Linked DNA regions of Muntiacus reevesi: region 2 is linked to region 1. A link is a contact called in public Hi-C data. All regions are on one chromosome and are shown on one strand. Each heading gives the region's core, a stretch centred on a gene start, on an enhancer-like site or on the middle of the called end of the contact. The rest is flanking DNA. Distances are from core to core; before and after follow the strand shown. Region 1 holds the start of UMAD1 (UBAP1-MVB12-associated (UMA) domain containing 1). Region 2 holds the start of GLCCI1 (glucocorticoid induced 1).

Region 1 (6,430 bases), core at 2,232-4,731:
CAACTGTTTTTTTCTTCCTTGCATTTTAAATCTGACCACATGCCAGAGAAATTACTTTTTATGAGAACTTAGATGAGAACTGTCAATAAGCCAGTTCTGTCAAAAATGGCACACTGGAATATCTAATAAAGTTAGGTAAATGAAATTAAGAAGAGAACAAATTAAATATTAAAAATCTCAGGAATTGCTCCTTCAAATATCAGGGGCCTCCTTTAATAGTCTTCAGTGTAGCTCACTGGCAATCATCAAAATAGTTCAACCATACTGCACAACTCCCAAAGGGAAAAACTGAGGGAACTCATGGGTAATCTTCACAGCCTCATTGTAAAGTCCAAGATCTGCAAGAAATAGGTTAGCAAACATTTAATCTACAGTGGAAGGTTGTAATATCAATTATTACTTAAACAGTTCTACCTGTTTCTCTTTTCTCTCCCTTTTAGAGGTCAACTTATTTTCACAATCCATTTGCTAGAACTGTGATATGGGTCATATTTATTTAAGTATGGGTCCAAAAAATAAAAGTCATGCAGTAGAACTTCCATGATTTCCAAAATTCATGGAGTATAACTTCTATTTTGACTTCCATTGTACAGGCACCATTCTTGCCTGGTTGTGATTTAGGTGTTGTGCATTATGTGATGCCTTTATATATTAAAATCAAATTAAAAAAAACTATTAACAGTATTTTTGTTTTGTTTACTTTGTTTTAAAAAATTCTCTTCCCACAAATACTAACCTTCATTGTGTTTCTTACATACAGAAGCATTATTTAGAAGTAGGCCAAAATGTCCTAGTATTTTCCTTTGGGATCAGAAAGTAATACAGAAATTGAAAGTGTAGCAGGACTGAAACTCAAGACCAAGACATAGCAAGTTAAAAATAAAGTTGTTTTCCTCCTAATTACATGAATCACAGAATGTTTTATTTACCAAAAGGATGATTATCTTCTTTAAACTGGACATAAGATGCACACATAATGGTTGCCTTGGCCGTCACTCTTCCAATTACTTCCACGATTCCAGAGATTTCTTCATCAAGCTAACACAAAGAACAAAATACCAACTTGCTGTTATCACATTTTCAGCTGATAATTAACTTGGAAAATTGTTCTAGATTTTCCTAATCTTTCATTTCATGCAGCAAAATAATTTTAAGATTTATCAATGCAAAAATGGAATTGTAACTTGTTAAAGATGTTTGAGTACTTATTACTGTCCGCATGTCACCAGTCCAGTAACCTTTAGCAGCGGCTTCAGGTCTAAAGTTACAGTTAAATGTTTAAGTTGAAGACAAAAATCACTTAAAGATCCTGAGACTATCCAGTATTTCCACAAGGAGTAATTTGTTTAAAAGGACTCATTGAAAGGAACTTTCTATTATCTATATTTGTACAGAGAGTTCTGTATGCATTAACCAAACAGCACACACATCTGTCTTCATAAAAGACGAAGAAAGTATACCATACACATAAACGGTAAAAGCAAGTGACAACTGAAAATAAATGTAAACAAAAACAAAAAACTGAATTTTAAAAATGTGAAACTACTGAGGAAGGGAAAAGTGATTTAAAAATAATTTTTTTCTTAAGTGATTTTCTGGTCTTTCATAAGGAATGAGAGTTGTCAGCATTTATTTAAAAATGACAGAGCCCCAAAAAATCATTGGTTAGAAAAGTAAAGGGAAATGTAAAAGTAGGACACAAATTTTATTTGAGAGAAGTTTGATGAGCTGATCCTTTATACGTCCACTCCAAGAATAAGAAACATCAGCAACAAACCAAATAAGATGAAGAATTAATTATAATATACATAGAATTAATACTTAAACATACGGGCTCCATCAACTCAATAGTTCCATTTTTTCCTTCACCATCTGAAAGAATAAACATTTTCCCAGTGGGATGAATCTGAAAAAGAAACACATAATTTTTTTAAAAGTCCATATGAATTGTTTAAAATTCTCTTAAAAAGACTAGAAATTTGACAAAAGAGCAGAATGACCCACACTTAATTAGTGCACACAAAGCAATTTTTTTGAACAGTTTAACTAGTTCACATTGTCTTGTTACTATACCTGATCAAATGATGCCTAAATTCGAATTTTAGATAAACAACAATTACCTTTTCAGTGCAAATGTGTCCCGTTATTTTTATTTGTTAAATCTGGCAACCCAGATTTAGATCTAAGAACAAATTAAGATCTAAGAACAAATTAGAAATAAGAACAAATTAAGGAGGGTTCTTATTATCTAAAAGTGAGATCTACTGGCATCCATGATTTAAACAGTATATATCCCACAGAGGTTATGTTTTTAAAAATTAGACATGAGGAAAGTAAAGAGAAACTGGTTATTAGAACACCTGGGTTCTACTCCCGCGAGACAGTTGCAAAGAGTGCAGTCAGATCTGGTATGCATGCTAGCTTTGCTACTTGCTGTGGCCTTAAGCACTTTTTAACCAGATGCCACTCTTACCCAATTTCCATAACTGTGAAGTCCAAATACACCTATTGCAAGAAGATAATGTGACTGAAATAAACTAGTAAGTAAGCTTTCATATAAAAGTTTTCTCGGCTCCCAAATTCTGAGCCTTTGGGCCTGTTTCTCACCAGTAGGATGAGGGGCTGCGCTCTTAACACTTGGGTAAGATAAACTGGCACTGGATTAGTAACATACAATCAAACAATGTTTTACAGAAAAGCGACTTCAACGATAAAACGCTGTTTGAGAAAAGAGGAAACAGCAGAAAGGAAGGAAACAAGAAAAGTGGACTAGCTGTCAAGGCCGGCTAACAGAAAACGGATGGAGTTTTGTTTATAATTTCCAGTAAAAAACGAGGGCGGGACCCTAGAACCGAACGCCTTCAACTTCGCGATTCCGCGCGCTAAGAGCCAAAAATAGGGCTGCAATGGTCAAAAAGTGTGCAAAAAGTTCCCTTGCGAGAAATAAAGCAAACCGGGGCGCAGAGATGCTATATGACTTTCTCTCTTCCACCCTCCGTTACCTACTCTGGGGAGGCCAGCCCCACGGCCACGGGGTCCCTCCCGCCAAAAAGCCCAGGGCGGTGAGCGCGCGCACCTTCTCCAGCCTCCCTACGAAGCAGACCGGCTGGTCGATGAACTGAGCTAGCATGCTGGCGTTGATGCGCGCCTTGGGCGACTCCATCACGTCAACCATGATTGCAACGCAAGGCGGGCAACCGGCGGGAAACAAGCGGACCACTGAGACTGTGCTCCCCGCCGACGTCTACGGGGCGGATCCCCTCGTCTACGGGGCGGATCCAATCGGCGGAGACCAGCATTCTCGCTCAGCCAATCACACGTGCCGATATCTCGACAGCACTCGCGCAGTCTGGGACGGCGAGGAAGGCAAGGATGCGTCCGGAAGTGGGGATCGGCTGCTTAGTGACGCGCGGCGTCCCGGAAGTCACCCGGGTCCTCTGCTAGGCGCGCGTAGGGGCAGGGCTTGGAAGGGGCGGGGCTTGGAAGGGGCGGGGCTGAGGCTCCCTCCTGAGACCTCAGTCCTTGCTGCGGCTGAACCCCGGAAGCAAGGTGGCGGGCTCCGGTTCCGGTACGACGGGGGGCTGCGGCGCGAGCATCAGGTACCTCTTCTCGCGGGAGTCGCCGCATCCTCACGGTTGCCGTTTCTCCCCACGGACGGATGCGGAGGAGAGAGGCGGGAATCGGTGCCTGTCCCTCCTTGGCGTTTCGGAGCTGCGCCACTAGCTGTCTGCGTTTCCCCAGTTCTCCTGCATGGGAAACGCGGGGTTCTTGCCGAAATCTAGGGAGCCCGTTTCATTTTGACCCTCTCTCTCCTAGAGCTAGGAAGTGGGGTCCCCAGTGATTTTCATCGCCTCCGGGGAGCTCCTGCAGCTCGGTGGCAGAGGGTCGTTGATTTTCTGCCCTAGCTGCGTCACTTTGTAACGTGTTTCACCACCTGTGAGAGGAGGGGCCGCGCGACCCTTTCTGGTCCCGACAGTCTGGCCACACTGGAGGTGCGGGTTTTCTCACCTCACCTCCGTGTCATGAGCGAATTGAAGCGTTTGGGAGTGGGTGAGGGAACGGTCACTGGACTGAGAGGAGATGGATTCAAATGACTCTTGGATCTTAGCAGGTGCTCTTCTTCCCCGGACACGATTTCCCTCTCCGCAGAATGAGGTTAAATAACTTTAATTGCAAGGTCCCAGCTGATTTAACTTTTGTCCCTATGATTTACGGACTCTTTTTTTCTGAATTCCCAGTAATTTTCCCTATTGCTTTTCACACCTCGGGATTCTGCAGGGGAGATCACGTGTGAAAGACAACCTGTTTCCAGGAGATTTGGGGAGGGTGGAATTCTTGACTCTGTTGTTGGCTTGTGTCGCTGTTGATTTTCGAGGCTTTACCCTACAGGATTTGGTACCTGCCTTGTCAGGGATATTCCAGAATGAGTGCTCATAAAATTACTTGCCACGGGTGCTCCAGAAGTTGGAGAATTTTTTTGGGGGGGGGGGGATATTATTATTTTTTAGGAAACCGAATCCATAAATTAGCCTAAAACCATTCGGGTATCTATTTAGGGTCTCCAGTTTAGTCCCACAGTTGCCTTAAGCTAAGAAGATGCTGTTTGAGATGTCACACAGCACTTTAAGATGGAAATCTAATATCTTAATTAAAGGATAGTTTGCCTCTCTGTTTATTTGGGAACTTAGTGTCTATGTACGTGTTCTTCCTTTTTAATGTTGCTGTTACTAAGACAAGTTTAAAAGATTTCTTTAGCAGGAATAGGGTACATGTCAGTTGGTATATAAGAAAGTGGTTATCTTTGGTGCAAGTCGGTAGAGTCTGCAAAGCCTTCACATCTTTTGCACTTCAGTGATGTTTGGAAACCAAGTTGATTGCATTATATAGGGAGGAGTACACATGAATGTCTTTAATAACAATTTTTTTTAAAAAGAGTAGCCACTAATGTGCCAGATCTCAATAGCACTTTTATAGCAGTGAAAAAAAAAAAAACTTTTACCTACCAAGAGCAGTTCTTTTTTAAACAGGGAGATGAACAAGAAGATACTTTCAAATAGCTTTTTGGATATTTTTTCATTCACTTAAAATGTATTGTGTAATACCTCATGCACAGAGAAGAGTATATCCAACTGATATGTATAGTTTCCAGAGAAATGAAATGAATTCAATTGGACCTCTCATTTAGCTAAAGAAATGGAACTTTATCAGTTAGGGGTTGTCACTTCCTCAGTTGAAGTCCTTCTCCCACCCAACTAGAAATAAACACTATCTCGAAATTTGTGTTAAGCACCCTTGTTTTCTATATAGTTTTATCATATATGTAGCTGTTTCTAAACAGTGTGGTACCAATTTATCCTCCTGTCAGGAGTGTAGGAGAATTCCAGTTGATCCACATCATCTCATAGGCCAGAGTAGGTGTTGGGAAATTAGCCATGTAGTCCCTATTCCAAATTCAAAGAAGTGGACACACAAAGATCTGTCTTCATGGACTCAGCTCCCTTTAAAGAGCCTTTCTGGAAGTCCTTCACAACTTGACTTTCTAAGGTTAGAGACTTTTCCTTCTATTCCTAGTTTGATAAGAGTTTTAATCAAGTGATTGTGGAATTTGATCAAATGAATTTTTTTGTGTGTGTTGAGATGATTGAATATATTTTCAGTGTTGAATAACATTTGCATTCCTGGAAGAAATACAACTTGTTTATGATACATTATCTTTTATTCTGTATTCTTGGGTTTGATTTGCTATTATTTTGTTTAAAATGATTTTTGCATTCATGTTCATGAATGAGATTGGCCTGTAGTTTTTCTTTCTTGTGTAGTCTTTGAGAGATTTTGGTATTATTTAATATTAGCGTTACAGTAGTCTCATGAAATGAGTTGTGGAATGTTTTCTGTATTCTCTAGGGTTTTATGTAAAACTGGAGACACCTTTTTTTTGATGTTAGGAAGAACTCACCTGTAAAACATTCTGGGTTTGGTATAGTTATCTTCTATTGTTGTTTAGTTCTTAGGTCTGACTCTCTTGTGACCCCATGGGCTGTAGCCCACCAGGCTTCTCTGTCTACCAGGTTTCCCAGGCAAGAATCCTGGAGAGGGTTGCCATTTCCCCTCCAGGGAATCTTCTGACCCAGGGATCTAACCCACATATTTTAACATTGGCAGGTGAATTCTTTATCATTGAGTCACCAGGGAAGCCCATAATGAACTGTACCTGCCGCCTTGAGCGTATCCCACAAATGTTCCTAAGTAGATTTCAGTAAGTTCCAAGTATTTTCTAGTGTCTTACATACTCTCTGACTCAAGGGTTGTTTTTGTTTCCAAATATATAGATTTAGGGCTTCCTTGGTGGCTCAGTGGTAAAGAATCTGCTTCCAATGAGGGAGACTTGGGTTCCATCCCTGAAGGAGGAAGTGACAACCCACTCCAGTAT
Region 2 (6,430 bases), core at 2,325-4,824, 360 kb after region 1:
AAATGAGCGAGCAAACCGTGTGGGTAACTGGAGCAAGAACTCCTCAGGCAGACGGAACACCTAGTGCAAAGGCACACGCAGGCTGTCACAAGCAGTAAGGAGTTTTACTGTAAGAATCTGCCAGGGACAAAAATTCAGGCAAGGCTCTTTTTGTTGTTGCTATAAAGAATCCACCTACAAGAGAGTTTAATCAGCTTAAGCTGAACATCAGTGCAGATCTGTTTAGTGTTTTCTCTCAGCCATGACCTCATTTCTAATGCTGACAGCCTGGACTGCCTCTTACATTTGGTTGGGCCTTGGATGCACAGCCTGGCAAATATGGATGAAACCAGAAGAGGGGAGTTTTGGTAGCTCGGTAGCCCCGATGGTTATCTCATTCTCTTTTCACATGGGACTGCATATTAATCAGACATAGCCAATGATTCCAAGTTTTAATGTAACCTAATGGGTAATACAGCCCACTACCATATATGAATCAAGAAGTAAGTGTTAACAGAGCTCTACCTCAGATAAGCTAATGGTGAGATCTTGTTCCACAAATAACTAAGACACAGGTTACTGAGGACAAAGGTGTTTCCCCTGCCACCTGATTATGCTTTCAGTGGCGTCTCCTTCCAGGCAGGACAACACAGAAAAGAGGTTACTATCAATATTAACATATACAGAATTTACAGGGATTGTTACACTTACATTCAACAAACAGAGATAATCCATACTGGGTGTATGCATTCCATACCTAGCACAATCTGATAACAACCATGCTCTTCTAGCCGAGAAATTCACACTTCCTTCTAAGGGGTTTCCAAATTACTGGGGAGTATGTTTTCCTAAAACTTAAATTTATACCCATGGAGACCACTCCCATCCTCACTAAGAAGAAAATACTATTAAGACCTCAACAAGTGGACATTTGAAAGCAGATACTGGGTTTAGTTTATGTTAGCCCAACTTTCATTTGTTTAGAGACTCAATTCCTTACACATAAAGATCAATATTTATTTCATGAGAAGAAAGGTTTAAGAGATGACCAAGGTATCTTTAGTAGAGAGGTGACTGAACATCCAAATAGGTCAAGATGACTTGATGACTTATCAGCAACTAAAAATAGTATTTTAAGATCATACTAGTTCTCTTTGTGTGTCATTTAGATTTGTTTTGGATATTTAAGTTGGTATGATAGTTTTGAACAGATACAGATAGCCTTTAAAAGGTATGTTGTTTTAGATCCAAATCAAGTATTGATTGGAAAAGACCCTGAGGCTGGGAAAGGTTGAGGGCATAAGGAGAAGGGGACAACCAAGGATGAGATGGTTGGATGGCATCACTGACTCTATGGACATGAGTCTGAGTAAGCTCTGGCAGTTGGTGATGGACAGGGAAACCTGGTGTGCTGCAGTCCATGGGGTCGCAAAGAGTTGGACACGACTGAGCGACTGAACTGAACTGAGCTATTGATCATTATGACTGTGGCTTGGTATAAATTTAGAATTATTGTAATCTAAAGTGTTGAGCTTGTTTCCAGAGATAACATTTCTATAATGAAACCATGCTATAATCACATCAACAACTTGGATATTTACCAGCAATTTAAAAAAAAAAACTTTATTTATTTTAATCTGTCAATTTTTGTTCTTGACATTCCAAAAAAGTCATCAGAAAGAAGCATTTATCATTCTTTTTCCTCATGAAGGAATGCAATTTCCTAATGAATGAGGAAATCTTTTATTTTAGATGGAAAAAAACACTACAGTAGGTCAATTATACTAAATTTGAAAGAGTAAATTTTTTACTGTATTCATAATTAATATATTATTCTGGAAAGCAAACGTTTGTGAACACAGTGGGGATAATAATAGTATCTACATTGTGGATTATAGAAGGATTGAAGGAGTTAGCACATAAACAGTCTTAGAACAATGGCCAAAACATGAAATGTTCAATAAATGTTCACTAATATTCTAGTATGTGATAAAGTGAGGAACTATCACTAGTCTTAATGGGTGCAATTCTTGCATTTTTACAGAAAAAGTGGGTTTCATCCACTTTTTAACAGAACTGGGTATGCTTTCTTTTCTGAGGACACAAGGAAGCTGAGAAGGATGGCCCCTCTAAGTGAAACTGATCCCTGCATTTAGTGCCTAAAATCAGAGGAAGCTTGTCACTGTGGGTAGACACCAAGAGTAGACCAATCTGACCTGCCAGTCATGCTTTTCTTATCTCATGGAAACTAAGGGAGGTTATCTGATGTAGACCCATCAATCAATTGTTCCTGCTTAAGGTTTAAGCAGGAACATTTTGGGGTAAACTTAGGTTCCTGGTAGTCATATAAAATCTTTGTATCCCTTCAGATTAACTGCAGAATAAAAACGAAATTTACCACAGAAATGTATTGCTACATCAAGTCTGGTACTTATTTCTCCCAAGAGGGCATCTACTTCTGGGAAAGACAACAGGGTGCCTGCCCTCCATTAATGTACTTAATTCCTTATTAACTCTTGCAATTCCGAGTTATTATCTTAGAACAAAAGATTTGACTAACTCTTTTCACTCCATAGGTTAACTGTAAAAGTATCCACTCAGTGTTCAATCCAACTTCCACACGTTTCTTCTGATGGCCCGAAGTTCTTTTAATTAGTCTGCTCGCCACAAAACCTCGGATTACTAAAGTTAGAGAGAAAGGGATGGATTCTTCTAAAACATCCCACTATCAGAACAGGTGTACTTGCAAAGTCAAGTTTGTCTGATGTATCCTCTGTCTCATATTGTACAATCGGCCCGGGATGGTGGAGCCCTCGTAACCTGCTTCCTCGGGTGTACGCGTGTCTGTGGGTGTTGGGGCAGGACACGTAGGGACCCACTCTCCCAAGGCAGCCCAATCAAAGTCCCCCTCTCACCTCAAAGGCTGTCAACTCTCACGCCCCTCCTTGCGCGCACAGCCCCCTCCTCCCTCTTGCACCCCTTCATGTCCCGCCTCCAGAGTAGGACACCCACTTTCATTGGCAGTTGCTCCTTTCACTCCTACACTGAAACCAATCACGAGAGCGCTGGTGGAGAAGGACGGAGCCAATGGGAATGCTCGTTGCGGCAGCTGCCGGTCCCGAGCGCCGGGAGGCGGTGCCGGGGGCGGGGTACGGGCTAGGGGGTTAGTTGCCATTTGGAGTGAGGAGCGGGCAGAAGCAGCGGCGGCGGCGTTTGCGGTGGCGCGGCTCCGCGGAGAGTCGGGCACCTCGAGGCCCCTTTCCCCCTACCCGGGTCCCCAGAAGCAGGGGTCCAGGCCCTCTGCAGCTACCGGTCTCTCCCGCGCGTGCAGCCCCGCGAGTCGGCGTGATCCGGCCGGTTGCCCCTCTCCCCTGTCAGCGCGATGCCCGGGGCGGCGGCGGCGGCGGCGGCTTCGGGCTCCTTGCGGCCCCGGCCGTGACCGCCACAGCGAGCCCGGCCGGGCGGTTGGGGCCGTTGGACGTTTGTTTTCGCAGCTTTCCCCTCCCCCCCTCGCCGAGGCGGCGGGGGTGCGCGTTGGGAAGGGGGAGCCGGGAGACTCCTCCCCCTCCCCGATCCCCCCGCCCCTCCCCCTTACACACTCGCACGCACTATCGCGCCGGCTCCCACACGCTCGCGCGCCTCCCGCTCCGCGCCTCGGTGTCGGCCGGCGTCGTCCCGGGCCCGCGGAGCCACCATGTCCACTGCCGCCTCCTCTTCCAGTTCCTCTCAGACCCCTCATCCCCCGCCGCAGAGGATGCGGCGCAGCGCCGCGGGTTCCCCGCCCGCCGCCCCAGCCACCGGCAGCGGGAACGGTGCAGGCGGCGGCGGCGGCGGTGTGGGCTGCGCCCCAGCTGCGGGAGCCGGCCGGCTGCTGCAGCCCATCCGCGCCACGGTGCCCTACCAACTCCTGCGGGGCAGCCAGCACAGTCCCACGCGCCCGCCCGCCGCCGCCGCCGCCGCCTCGCTGGGCAGCCTCCCGGGGCCCGGTGCGGCCCGCGGCCCCAGCCCGCCCAGCCCGACGCCGCCGCCGGCCGCGGCCCCAACCGAGCAGGCGCCGCGGGCCAAGGGCCGCTCGAGACGGTCCCCCGAGAGCCACCGGAGGAGCAACTCACCTGAGCGACGGAGCCCCGGCTCGCCCGTCTGCAGAGGTAGCGAGCCCAACCCTTCCGTCCTCCCGGGCTGCGTCTCCCTTCCCCGACGGTGCCCTCGGTGGAAACTTCAGCCTCTCCGGGCTTCTCTTTGCTAGTGCGTTATCGAAGGTGTGAAAGTGGCTTTGGGAACCTCACCCCCCTGCGGTCGCTGCGGGGCTCGGAGGAGCGGACTGCAGAGCAACTTTTATTTGACCCTTCTGCCGCCCCTTCAGCTTTTATCTACCATCACACGCCTGCCTCGAAAGGTTTTTCAGTTTAAGAGCTGATTAGCTCACTCCTGTGTTTGCTGTTTGTAGTGGGGGAAGGAGGAGCTGGGCGAAACACTTAAAAAAAACACGCGCACCAACTCGGGCAGCAGATAAGGTGGTGGTTGTAATCTCTACAGCCTCTTTGTGCTTTCCTACAAAGTTCCCATAATGTGTCTGTGCCTACCGGGGTAATTTTTTTCTTTTTTGGAGGGGTGGAGGCACTGGTTATGATGTAAGGATATCCTGTTGGGTGTGTAGAGGGGACAGTTTTGGATGTGCAATTGAAGTGTATAGTGTTTGGGGTTTTTTTTTTTTTTTTGGTCTTCTTTTCTCTACTTTATATAGTCATATGCATCCGGGCAATACTCAGTACTGCACTGAGAACAGTTTATGCCCAACTCAAGACTTGCATGGTAAATTTCTAAGGACCTATTTGTGGAGTGTGCTCACTTTTTCCCTTCCATTTGTAAGTACACTTAACAGTTCAGTTGAGCTGTTAAAGGATCTCGAGTTTCTTTTCTGTTAGTTGTCAAAGGCAGTGGAGACCTGGTGGATGCTGTCGGCTTCCCTTAATGTTTTGTGTTTTGGTGTGGTTTGGTTTATCTCTAGGGACATCATAGTGCATGATCTAGTTGAGTCCTGGGGGAGAAGAGGGAGATAAGCCAAAACAGGGATGTAAAGCTCATAAGGGAGAGGGGGTAGTAGCTCATGTGATTAGATGCCGGGTTAGGGATACAGATGCTGCTGCTGCTGCTTCTGCATTGTGGAGAGAACCTATCATACCGGTAACAGTGGAAAAATCTCTGCTTGGGAGGAAAACATTGTGGAGCTCTGTATGGTGTTTTGTAAGGTATGTGGAATTTTTTTAATGGAGTTTTTTCGATGAGGGTCTTAGACCTGGAGAAAGTGATTGTGTTAAGATAGACTGCAGTTTGGGTGTTTTTGTTTTAATATTTCAGACCCGTGATTTGCATGTTGCTAAGGCCCTTGTTTTCAGACCACTTGATGGTGAAGCCAGGGTAGGATGTAGTGCAGTGGTATGTGTACGGGAGCACCAAGAAACACATCCTGTAATCTGTATGCACCAGAAGGAATTTGCTCCCCTACTCCTCCCCCAGGTCAAGCCAGCTGCAGAAGCTGACATCCTCCAGCAAATCCTGAATGAATGAATGAAAACAACGTGATCGCCCTCATAATGACCACAACTGAACACACATCTTTGGCTGTATTTCATAGAAAAGGCCACCATTTTCTAACAGATTAATGCCATATGCGACTCCCTTGCTCATTTTCTAGAACGGTATGAAATGAAAGGTAACAGAATGAAAAGAAGGCGGCAGTTACATACATTTTTGAGTGATTTAGTTTCAACAGTACAGCCATTGGGTTTGGGGTCTTTCTTTTAAGGACTAATATGAGAGTCATAGAATAAACCCTGCAGAAAGATTCTGTCCAGAGGGTTTTGTGGACATAGTAAGAGTAGTTTCAGCAATTGCTGCAATAATATGATGGCCATCTAGTACCTCCTCCCCTTTTGCTGATAACCACTAACATCTTACAATATACAACTTGCTTTTTCTGCATCTTTCAAAGGTCTTAATTGCTTAGGAATTACAAGGTCCATCATCAAGTAGTTATAATAAAATGTGTGGCCAGACTTAACCTGTCCTCTTTGTTGTAGTACGGCACATCTTGAGTTTAATGCAATTTTAACACAATCATGATGAAAACACTTCTCTTAAGTCTGGTTGTGCAGGAGACAGATTTGCATCATCAGAGAGCTTGTACAGGGACCAGAAGAGGCCTTTCTGTTGTTTTTAACATCAAGTGTTTGTCATTTTCTTACATTGAAGTGATTTGGAATGTAGGCTCTTCTGCCCCCAGTTCCCTGATGGTATTACCTTTATGTTACGTCTCCACATCCCGCCTTGCTCCTCTCTACTCAAGTTAAAACTATAGAGCTCATCTTTGCTGTTTACTTTGCTATTTAAAATTCATACTATGAACAGTGGAACAATTTTTTCAAACGATTATCTACTCAGTTTCTTTTGA

What was found. Hi-C and Micro-C count contacts between places; a contact is called where the count stands out from the background.
Region 2: a Hi-C map of blood shows a contact between it and region 1, with 3 times the contacts expected there. The contact joins the promoter of GLCCI1 here to the promoter of UMAD1 in region 1. A contact is called at or near these places in 2 of 3 Hi-C or Micro-C datasets (blood and muscle).

The regions. Positions count from the first base shown.
Region 1 is chr6:14,946,840-14,953,269 of mMunRee1.1, forward strand. It overlaps UMAD1 (UBAP1-MVB12-associated (UMA) domain containing 1), which reads left to right and starts at 3,482. Exons shown (of 6, transcript XM_065939072.1): 1 at 3,482-3,599. RPA3 (replication protein A3) reads right to left here and starts at 3,261. Exons shown (of 4, transcript XM_065939054.1): 1 at 3,077-3,261; 2 at 1,832-1,906; 3 at 930-1,038; 4 at 1-338. The coding sequence starts at 3,175. The coding sequence ends at 256.
Region 2 is chr6:15,301,753-15,308,182 of mMunRee1.1, forward strand. GLCCI1 (glucocorticoid induced 1) reads left to right here and starts at 3,575. Exons shown (of 8, transcript XM_065939071.1): 1 at 3,575-4,127. The coding sequence starts at 3,674.